4 separate regions of the Anser cygnoides genome follow, and all the other regions are linked to region 3. The links are chromatin contacts, called in public Hi-C maps. All regions are on one chromosome and are shown on one strand. Each heading gives the region's core, a stretch centred on a gene start, on an enhancer-like site or on the middle of the called end of the contact. The rest is flanking DNA. Distances are from core to core; before and after follow the strand shown.

The links. Hi-C and Micro-C count contacts between places; a contact is called where the count stands out from the background.
Region 1: a contact with region 3 is called in a Hi-C map of liver, with 7 times the contacts expected there. The contact joins the enhancer-like site here to the promoter of RAB4A in region 3. A contact is called at or near these places in 2 of 7 Hi-C or Micro-C datasets (both in liver).
Region 2: a Hi-C map of liver shows a contact between it and region 3, with 4 times the contacts expected there. The contact joins the promoter of RHOU here to the promoter of RAB4A in region 3. A contact is called at or near these places in 5 of 7 Hi-C or Micro-C datasets (fetal liver, granulosa cells and liver).
Region 4: a contact with region 3 is called in a Hi-C map of liver, with 3 times the contacts expected there. The contact joins the promoter of EXOC8 here to the promoter of RAB4A in region 3. A contact is called at or near these places in 4 of 7 Hi-C or Micro-C datasets (fetal liver, granulosa cells and liver).

Annotation. Positions count from the first base shown.
Region 1 is chr3:44,108,731-44,111,430 of Taihu_goose_T2T_genome, reverse strand. No RefSeq gene overlaps it. Among named protein-coding and RNA genes, the nearest start is that of RHOU, 30 kb to the right of the region's middle. Within about 2 kb of position 1,285, at least 2 of the 3 cell types and tissues checked have open chromatin away from gene starts, as enhancers often do. A contact at or near this core is called in liver, where this site is marked.
Region 2 is chr3:44,078,265-44,080,964 of Taihu_goose_T2T_genome, reverse strand. It overlaps RHOU (ras homolog family member U), which reads right to left and starts at 1,378. Exons shown (of 3, transcript XM_048047261.2): 1 at 884-1,378; 2 at 541-599. The coding sequence starts at 1,226.
Region 3 is chr3:44,263,628-44,266,327 of Taihu_goose_T2T_genome, reverse strand. RAB4A (RAB4A, member RAS oncogene family) reads right to left here and starts at 1,379. Exons shown (of 8, transcript XM_048047259.2): 1 at 1,226-1,379. The coding sequence starts at 1,256.
Region 4 is chr3:44,054,698-44,057,397 of Taihu_goose_T2T_genome, reverse strand. EXOC8 (exocyst complex component 8) reads right to left here and starts at 1,273. Exons shown (of 2, transcript XM_013199813.3): 1 at 1-1,273. The coding sequence starts at 1,149. SPRTN (SprT-like N-terminal domain) reads left to right here and starts at 1,365. Exons shown (of 5, transcript XM_013200412.3): 1 at 1,365-1,676; 2 at 2,356-2,455. The coding sequence starts at 1,399.

The DNA.
Region 1 (2,700 bases), core at 36-2,535, 150 kb after region 3:
TTTCCATGCTCTACACCCCCATCTCTCCATCACTGATGAACTTCAGACAGAATTAGCAACCAAAGCTTGAGTTTGCAGAAGATCTGTTTACTCAGCCCAAATGATCATAAAACAGGGAAGTGCCTTCTGGGCTTTAGACTCCACTGCCAATCTGTACCAGGGGAGCATGCCAACTTGCTCACTCCTTGCTCTCCTCTTCAAGTTTTCTGTGCATGGAGAGACTTCCAGGATGCACCGAGGATGAGTGGAGAGACCTCTTGCAGAGCTCACAGAAAATAGTCCAGAAGCAAAGCTGGGATATGGGGTGGTTTGTGCTGAGGTGGAAAGGAAGGGTTTGGGGTTTTTACTGCCCTTACTGCGACGCTGCACTTAGATGTGTATTACTTAGAGAGCAGCATATGACTCATGTGTACCTTGTCACATTCAATAGAGCTCATGTGAAAAGCTGAAAGCTTTCAATAGTAGCTAGGCCCTGGGGACCATCACAATGCTGAGCTGCATGAATTAAATAACCAAGAGCAGAGCCCTCGACTCCTCCAACACAGCCACAACCCTGCCAAGATTGTGGGGCTGCTCCAGTCCTGCCCTTCTGCTTCTTGATAGGGCTCTCATCACCCAGTGACTCCAGAGAAACTACAATCATTTAAATCAACACCATGTCTGGCCCTTTGTCTTAAATCTCCCACCCAGACTTGATTTTACAGATGCTCAGGGTCACAGCAGAGTCCTCATCTATCACAGTCAGGTTGCTCCCCTCCTCTCCTAAATCAGACAAGCCCAACCGAGGGCAGCTCTTTTGTGGAAGGCTTTCTGGGCTGGTGCCCCCCTCTTCCCTCCCTAATTGTTCGTTAATACATGTAAATGATTTAACCAAATAGAGACTGGACTTCCCCTCTTTGGAGGAAGGGAGTGCTGGCAAAGGAGGGGACAACGGCACAGATGGATTCCTGGATTTATCTGTATCTGATCCTGGGCAAATATTTATTTTCCTTTCCCTTTTCCACACCCTTCTCACACACGGGAACAAGGGACACATCCTCCCCCGGCCTCTGGGCGGCAGGGAACCATTTTTACCCCCATTTGACAGACACAGAAGTAGGGCAAAGGTGACTTAATCTCAAGCTGGGGAAAGCCGGCGGTGCTTTTACCACTGTGTCTGAGGGACTTTGGCCAGGAGCAGACAGAGTAAACAGCTGCTCCAGGCTGCCCGTGTCACCTAGTTTCCTTCCACCAAGGGAGGCTGGGTCTCCACAGCTTCCCACAGTGGTTTTAGGCCCTAACAGGGTTCCCTCAGAGGCTGACTTCAGGGCCCCGACCCACCTTGGGGAGATGCTGGCAAGGTTCTTGAATGAGCATTTGCAAAGCAGATTCGGAGCGTGGCCCACAATGAGTTACTTGTAGCAAGAGCAGCAACATTCAGCAAAATGCAGGGTGCAGGACACATCCCTTTTATTTATTTATTTTATTTATTTATTTATTTATTTATTGCAAAAGGGAAAAATCCATGTTAGGCTTTTATTACAAAACAACAGACTACAGCCGCCCTTTTTTCTTGGAATAACAATAATAACGCATTACATCAGGTTACTCAGTAGTTTTCACTAATCCATAAGACATGCACTGCTGACCTCTGAGGTAATTTTGGATCACGCTCAAGCCAAATAAAGGCAGATTTGTGGCTGCAGGTGAGAGATCCTCTGAAAAACCATAAATGTAACCACAATGTCCTCTCGTTTGATTTGAACTCGGCCTGGCCTTCATCAGTTTTTCTGGCACAGGTCCCGAAGTAAGGCAGATTAATGATTTAAAGGCATTGCACTCTGATATGACGTAACCAGGCACAGGGTGATGTTTTCTGAAGGCAGTCAGCAGCAAGAACCCAGGGCAGCAATGCGTGGGCTGCCTCTCCCGGATGGCACCTTGATTCTCTGACACTGTCACTGGTTTGACCGGAGCTGTTCATGACATGGACACCTCCATGGGATCACAGGGGCAGATGAATGTGCTCTTCTACAGGGCAGAAATGCCCCTGTGAAATGGTACATCCTATTTTCTCCCTCCTGAAGTGACAGTGTGGGGTTTGGTGGATGAGGAACGAAGAGAAGGGAGGCTAGTGGCTGTGTCCATCCCATGATGTGACACACACACAGAGCAGCTTGCAGCTCCAGCAGCAGTGGCCCTAAGGGCTGGTCTCTGCCTGGAACCCCCTGTCACCTCTCCAGCCACTGCTACCTGGGCTCATTAGATAAATCTACCAGGGCTGCACTTATTTACGCTGCAATCCCTTCTCTGAGTAAGGTCCGAAACCCTGCCTTAATCTTGAGCCTGTACAGAAAGTATTCCCCAGCCTGTTATGACTACAGGTCTGCCTGAGCGCTAATAAATCAGTGCAGTTCCAGTGGAGTAACGCAGAGCTGGAGGGAGTGCTGGGCGGGGGAATGGATAGAAAAGGCAGGCCCAATCTTCCTTAGCAGCCATTAATTACTGTCAGCAACGGGAGCAGGAAGCAGCAGTCGTGCTGGGATGGTGCTGCTGGCAGCGCAGGGAAAGCCTGAAGACGGGGAGGAGAGGCACCGCGCTGCGGACTGGGGAGACACGTGAAGTTTAAAAACAACCTCTCCTTGCCATTAAGGGCTGCTTAAGCATTTAGTGTACGAGGTGACAGCAGCAGGCATGAGACCCATTGTTGTTTGCATGGCA
Region 2 (2,700 bases), core at 129-2,628, 190 kb after region 3:
CTAGGAGCTGAGAGGCACTAGCCACCCTCAGCCCTGCGGGAGTTAGTCAGGTTAGGGGCAGCAGCATGACTTAGGGGTGGGAATGGCAAACGTGAAGACTCCACAGATAACACCAAATAGGATTTTTTTCTCCCTTCAGCTCCTGCCCCTTTAAAAGTGCAGTGTCCATCTGTGCACACCTACAGCTGTGAATGCTTTGTCCCAAACACCCTCATTCTTAAATCCGGAGCTATTTAGCTAAAAAACGAAGCCAGCGACAACCTCTCAAGGAGAAAAACCGAGAGCCCTGAATCCCCAGACCTTTCAGCTTTCCGGCCAGGCACAGCAGAGCGGCAGCCGTGCCCGGTCCCCGTGCGGAGCCGCAACCTGTGCATCCCCCCACCCCGTAGCAGACCCCAGGCAAAGCAGCGGGCGGAGAACGAGGGAGAAGGGCGGCGGTTTAACAGGATGCTCAAAGCCACGAAGTCGCTATCAGGACTCCCCGGCCACCCACTCGCCCCCTCCCGCTGTCACTTGAACCGAGTACGCGGCTCCACCGACCTGCCCGGCCGTGTCGCAGAGCTGCAGTCTCACCGGCTTGCCGTCCACAGACACAACAGCTTGGGGGAGAGAGGAGGGGGAAAGCGTGGTGAGTCCAACTTCGCACATTTTCCATTAATAAAGAAAAAAAAAAAAGGAGAGGGGAAGGCTCCCGCTGCCCGGGGTTGAGCTCCTTATCCCCTTCCATGCTCTCGGGACGCCCCCAGCACAAAAACCGGAGCGGCTGGAGGGCAGAGGAAGGAGCGAAGCCTCACCGCAGCCGGGCTGGCAGGGACACAACCTCGGGGCAGGCTCAAACTTTTCGCCCAGCGCCCGAGCCCCCCCCGGCGCCCCCCGTCCTTACCGGAGAAGTTGTCGAAGGCGGTGGGGATGTACTCGGTGGGGTACCCGTTGGTGGTGTAGCTCACCACCAGGCTGGTCTTGCCCACGGCGCCGTCCCCCACCAGCACGCACTTGATGCTGCGCCGCGGCTCGCTCCCGGCCCCGGCTCCGGCTCCGCTCCCGGCCCCGGCCCCGCTCCCGGCCCCGCTCCCCGCCGCCCCCCGGCAGCGGCCGCCCAGCGCCGCCCCGAGCGCCGCCGCCGCCCGGCCGCTGCGCACCCTGCGCGGGGGCACCGGCGGCACCTCGCAGCCGCCGGCCACCGGCTTGCCGATGTAGCCCGCATCGCCCTCCTGCTGCGGCGGCATCCGGGGGGCGGCCGGCCCGGCACCGCCGCCGGGGGAGCGGCGGGACGAGGACGACGAGGAGAAGGAGGTGGCGAGCAGGCGGTGCGGGGCCCCGGCGGGCCGGCAGGAGCGGCGCGGCCGCCGCGAAGCCAGCCCCGGAGCAGGGAGGGAGGGAGGGAGGGAGGGAGGCAGCGAGCCCGGCTGCGCTGCGCCCGCCTCGCCCCGCGCTACCGAGTCGCGGCCGGCGGCCCCGCGGCGCCGCGTGACATGGCTGGGGCGGGGAGGGGCCGCCGGCACCGCCCGGCGCGGCGCGGCGCGGCGCTACCGATAGGGGGCGCTGCAGCGCAACCAGGCCGGCTCGCGGCCGCCGCGCGCTCATTGGTCAGCCCGCCCCGCCGCGCGCTGCTATTGGTTGGGGAGGAGGGGGCGCGGCGGGGAGGCCCCGCCCATCGCCGCCTGCCTTGGGGGGTCCGCGGGCCGCCGGGGAGGGCGCCCGGTGGCGGAGCGGGGCCGGCAGCGGGAGCGGGGGCGGGGGGTGAGCGGCGGCTGCGCTGGGCACGTGCTGAAGGAGCGGCCGTGGGGTGCCGCGGGCCTCGTGTCGCGGTAACGGCCCGAGTGCGGGGCAGCACGAAGCGGGGAGGTGCCGTTCTTGTGCGGCAGAGCCTGTGGGGTCCCGTGGTGCTGGTCGCGGGGCTGGGCTGAGCCCGTGTTGCAGCCCAGGGTCTCAGCTCGGTCCGTGTTGTTCCTTACGGTTCTGAGCGTAGACATAGCCACGTTTCTGCAGAAGACGAGACCAGGTTAAGAAAGGCACGTGCAGTGGAAGAACCGTGTTAGTGCACGCGTTCCTTGTTAGTGCACGCGATGCTGGAAGTCAGCATGCAGTAAACATCTCAGCTTTGGCCATCGGTGTGTCAGGGCATGCTGAAGGCACGACAGCAGACGAGTTTCTGTCCATTCTGGCTGATGTGCCATCCGAGGGTGAGCAGACGTGCTGCCATCTCCGACACTGGGATGGAATACACGCCAGCTTGGGCACGAGGCTGGCTGAGCGTTGCCACCCCTTACCTGCCGCAGCAAACAGCAAGTCCCCATCCCGTATCAGTGCTGCAACGAGGCCTCGTTCAGAGCAAAGATGCACAAAGACGAGGAGGACTCCCGTAGGTGGGAGATGACTATAACTGTCCGCATTGTTTCGGGGACGGGGGGCGGGAGCGGGCTCGGAGCTGCATGGTTGTGCCATACCGTAATGTGCCCTACCGAACACAGAAGCCTTTTGTGCAGAGGATGATCTAACCCATTGTTTTGCAGGGGGGTGCCCGCCCGCACCGCAGCAGCAAGTCCGAGCAGCCCCCGGTGCTGGCGGTGGGCTGAGGGCTGGTCCCGAAGGGATGCTGCCGCTGATAGCCGCTGTCACCGAAGCTTTGGGCCACGGGCCTATCGCACGCACACATCTCGCAGGTTTTAACGCGGTTGTTTTCCGAGCTCTGAGCCGCGG
Region 3 (2,700 bases), core at 130-2,629:
CTGCCAAAGGATGCTGTGAATGCAAATTTGCCAGAGTTCAAGAAAAAACTGCACAAGTTCATTGAAGAAAGAGCCACCAACGCTTTCTCAACAGAAACCATACTCAGCTCATGGAAATTTTAAGTTGAAAATAGCTGGAGAATATCAGGGAAATCATCACATGTACTTGCCCTGCTCTTATCCTCTTTTCAAAGCACCAACAGGACGCTACAAAATTAGATACTAGTCACTATCACGGTCAAGACATAGCGTAGGCATTGTTAAATTCTATGTTATGTCATAACTTAGTTTTTACTACTCCATCTACTCTAAATCTTGACACTCATGTATTCTAGCTCAGAATTTCTGTAGGTTATTTATGTACATACAGAACAAACACTGAAACTCAGAAGAAACATACACCAAAAAATAAGCAAACAAAATAACCTACAACAACTGCAAACCTTCAAGTTTAAGGTCACATTTTCTAGAACACCAAAACAATCAGAAAACATGAAGAGTTACAGTGGGCTTACAGTTGCTATTTTGCATCACTGGAACAATACGAAAAAATGTTGAAATGTACTTGTTAAGATATGGCATGAAAATATGGGATTGTAATAGCAAGCAGGCTGGAGCACTGCTGGCATTCTGTCTTCTCTGGTTATCTGTCCATCCGTTTGTTTAGAGGCCACTAGAAGAGTACAGAAGTGATCCCAGTTCTCGATCACGAGTTCAGACCATGAAAAACTGGTTCAAACTCTTACCTAAATCAGCGAAGCACAACTCGCTACTCTGGTTTTGTGCAAGCTTTGTGTTTCAAGCATGGAAAAAAGAAGCAGGGTCTCAATGTCCTAATGTCTGCCCCACGCTCTGGGATCATTCTGCCCCCAGTTCTGTGCACCTGCCATACACTGACCACAGCGGGGAAGGAGACCTTAGCCCCTGATGACCAGGGCGTTGAAAATAAACAGGCTTACACAGCAGAAACAACGAGGCCGGTGAACCCCTGACAAGAACTCCTGCTGGCAGTGCTGCCGCCCTCACACCTGGCCGAGCTGCCGCTGTCACCACACGGCACCCACCCAAGCCATCAGGTACTTACCGTGTCCCCGCCCCACCAACAGCAGCCGCACGCCCACCACTAGGCTCGGGCTGTGAGAGCAGGAGGCTGCCCCGGCGGCCCCCAGCCCCTCGGGGCGCTGCCCGCACCGCCCCAGCCCCGCCGCCGCCCCCCAGCTCCTACCGTAGGTCTCGGACATGGCGGCCTGCGACATGCCGGGAGCGCCCCGGCTCCCCGCCGGGCCCGGGCAGGGCGCTGCCGCCCGCGGACCGCCGCCGGGCCGGGAGGGACGCGGCCGGGCCCCGCCGCCCCGCCTCGGCTCCGCCCGCAACGGCCCCGCTGCGCACGCGTGCCCGGCCCCGCGCCATGGCGGGCGGGCACCGCCTCTGTGACGAAACCCTCAGCCCCTCAGCCTCCCCCCTTCTGGGTTTCTTAGTCTCACTCCTTCCCCAAACCCCTAATGGTTAACACTGAAGTAGACAGATTTTGCCAGATTACTAAAAATGTCACAGTACGTCACTATGAGAACAGGGAGATCTAGACACCTTGCTCGGTACAAACAGGATTTTAGGCTAACAGACGTCAGCCTTGTCTGATCAAAATGAGCTTGCCTGTATGGAAGTTATGTTTGGTAAATGTTGTCGTACTAATGCCACGCTCCTCTGCCTCCAGCCACTCCCAATTAGTTAACGTGCACGTGCCAGCACACAAAAAATATAAAGCTTCCTACAAAAGCTTTTAGTAATACTGAAGAGAAAGATGGGCTGGACAAACAGGAAAGGAAAGATAGAAAAAAAAGAAAAAAAGTCACAAATAGTCACAAAGTGTGAACTAGGCTGGAAAATACATTGCTGGTATCTCTCCAGTTTGCAAATATAGGCTACTGTATTTCAATTAAAACATTATTTTTGACTAACCAAAAAGTAAGTAGCTAGAACTGACCTCATTGGTATCCACCTGCAGTATAAGGGTGAAGAAAACCAAAAGCCAAATGTTTGTCTTCTGATTTATGGTTTCTTTTGCTTACACCTGCTAGAAACTTCCGTCTCACATAAAAGCAGATACATCATGTCAAACTGTGTCTGCAGATCAGATGTTTAAATACTATCATTTGTTCCTCAAATTAATTTCACCACAGTTATTGTACCTATATACTTGATTGTGGTCATAAAGTTGCTGCCCAGAAAGTCATGTTGAGGTTTCTCTATTTTTTTTACTCGTTTTTTTACTAATTTTTTACTAGTTTTTACAGAATCACAGAATCACAGAATCGTCTAGGTTGGAAGAGACCTCCAAGATCACCTAGCCCAACCTCTGACCTAACACTAACAAGTCCTCCACTAAACCATATCACTAAGCTCTACATCTAAACGTCTTTTAAAGACCTCCAGGGATGGTGACTCCACCACTTCCCTGGGCAGCCCATTCCAATGCCTAACAACCCTTTTGGTGAAGAAGTTCTTCCTAATATCCAACCTAAACCTCCATTGGCGCGACTTTCGCCCATTCCCCCTCGTCCTGTCACCAGGCACGTGGGAGAATGGACCAACCCCCACCTCGCTACAGCCTCCTTTAAGGTACCTGTAGAGTGCGATAAGGTCGCCCCTGAGCCTCCTCTTCTCCAGACTGAACAAGCCCAGCTCCCTCAGCCGCTCCTC
Region 4 (2,700 bases), core at 24-2,523, 210 kb after region 3:
CTCGAACACCAGCACGTCCGTGAGCTGCCGGACCCGCTCATCCACCTTGGCCCGCAGCTCCTTCACGGGCTGGCTCACGGGCTTGTCCCCCAGGTACTCGTTGAGCTTATCTAGGAGGTCCACCGCTCCCTCGAAGTCCCGCTGAGCGATGCAGACGTCCAGGTCCTCCGGCAGCTCCTGGATCCACTCAAGCGAGAGGTCGACCACCTCTTCCTCTGCAGAGGGCTCTTCCTCCTCTTCCTCATCCTCCTCCTCGAAGGGGTTGGTGGACTCGGGGGGCGTCGGGGCGGGCCGGGGCAAGGCCTCCTGCTCCAGGCGTCGCTTCTCGCTGAGGGCCCGGTTGCGCTTGGTCTCCTCCAGCACCTCCAGCCACTCCTTCTTGATCTTGGCGTTCTCGGCCTGGAAGATGCGGCTCTCGGGGAACATGAGCAGCTTGAACATGTCCTTCATGGGCGGGTTGTCCTTGACGTTGACCACCGCCAGCCCGTCGAGGGGGTAGAGGGCGTCGTAGCGGTAGGCGCCGCGGCGGTTGGGCAGGGCGGTGGCCACGAGCAGGCAGTCGTTCATGAGGAAGGCGTGCACCCGCTGGATCTGCGCCATGTGGTCGGCGTCGTACTCCACCAGGTCGCCGTTGTACACCAGGTACTTGCCGGGGCTCTCGGGCAGCAGGTCGCGGCAGCCCTCCACCTTCTCCAGGAGGGTGGTGAGCGTCCGCTGCCGCCCCTCCTCGCCGCCGCCCGCCGCCTCCTTGGCCGACAGCGGCAGGAACGGGTCGGCGGCGGCGGCGGCGCGGCGGGGGCCCAGGGCGGGGTCGTCGCGGTCTGCCTGGAGGAGCAGGGCCTGCGTGACGGCCTCCATGATGCCCTTCTGCTCGGTGAGGATGTGGCTGAGCTGGTACATCTCGCTCTCCAGGTAGCTGATCTCCCGCGCCGTCTCGATGAACTGCCGGTAGTTCTGGTAGACGTTGCGCTTCAGGCTCTGCGCCGTCTCCTCGCTCAGCGCCTGGATGCGCTGCCGGTGCTCCTGCAGGTCCCGGTCGCCGTCCGACTGCTGCGACAGCTGCTTCACGTACTCGCCCGCCACGAAGCCGCCCGACTCCAGCTGCCGCCGCAGCCGGCTGCCGCCGCCGCCGCCTTCCCCCAGCGCCATGGCCCCGCCGCCGCCCCGCCGCCGCGCCCGCGCAAACAGCGCCGCGTACGCCACCTGCGCACTAGAGCGCCGCGGACGCCCCCGGCGCTACGTAACGCCGCCTGCGCACGCAGCGCTGCGTACGCCACCGGCGGGCGACGGCGCCGGGGGAACGGCGGAGGGAGGGCGACGAGGCGGGCGCATGCGTAGTTGCGAGGCTGCGCCGTTTGTGGCGCAGTGCGCGTGCGCGGAGGCCGTGGGGCCCCCAAGATGGCGGCGGCGGGGGCGGCGGAGGGGGAGGACGGCGACCTGGCGCTGGCGCTGCAGCTGCAGGAGCTGTGGGAAGCCGAGGACGGGGAGGCGGCGGCGGCCCGTGCCGAACCCCCGGCCGTCCCCGAGCCGCTCCGGCCGCTGTCGGTGGTGGACGAGGCGTGGGAGCTGCTGGACCCCAGCCCCGACGTGCGCGGCCTGTTCGTGCAGCTCAACGAGGCGCTCTTCTGGGGGCGCCTGGCCGCCGTGGAGGTGGCGTGGAGCCCCCGCATGACGCTGTACGGCTCCGGGACGGGGACGGGCTGGGAGCCGCGGGCAGCCCCGTGTCTTGCCGGTCTGTCGCAGGGTTTGGGGAGCTCCGGGGTGCGGGCAGCAGGTGTGCAGCTCAGGCTGCTGGAGTCTTACCCCCTCTGTTCCTTAGACTGGGGTATTGAGCTGCTAGAAGCAGAGTTCGGTACCGACACCAAAATTTGAAATGCTTTCTGATAGGTCAACCCACTGCGTAAAGGTTCAGTGAGAGTCAAAAGAAGTAGAGGGAGGATGAAATTGCAGCAGCCCCCAGTGTGGACCCACAGCCCCTGCTTTAGATGTTTCTCTCCATCTGGAGTTTTAATGAAAGCAGTGCTTTCCTTCATGGACACGTTAGCTTGGAATATTCTTTGTATTTTATTTTATTTTCAGGATTGCCAGCTATTAATAAAACGTTCATAAGAGTTCTAATAAATTATACTTTATCTTTTGGTAGTTCCATCACTGTTTATTAAGAACAACTTGGGAGCTTTTATTCCTTGCTTAGTGATGTCGAGTTCTTGGAGTAACTACCAAAAGCGTGTTTCATATTCAAAGCTAATTAGTGTGTGTTGGAAGGGGCCAGCATTTTAACTCCCAGTTCTCAATTTACTTTGTGTATTGCAAAAACACATAGCTTTCAATATCTTGTTTCTGTGTCTCTTTCAGCTGTGCTGGAGTGTGTAGATATGAAGGAAAAGGTGGAATGTGTTCTATTCGTTTAAGTGAGCCGCTCCTTAAGTTAAGACCGAGGAAGGATCTTGTTGAGGTATTTGAAAATTGCTTATGAACCTGCACATAAAACATAGTGCACCTCACCCCCCATGTTTTACATTTCGTAACGCAATTTTTATGTATGGTGACTTAGAGATCATAGAACAGTGGTGACTATTGCTGTGTTTGTATTGCTTGTGTGGGCAGTGTCATTTTAGTTGCATGCTCCTAAAGGAGCAGCTCCAAGTAGGAGTCTAAAGACACTTTTTTTACTCACTTGAAAGCCAAAAAAACACATTT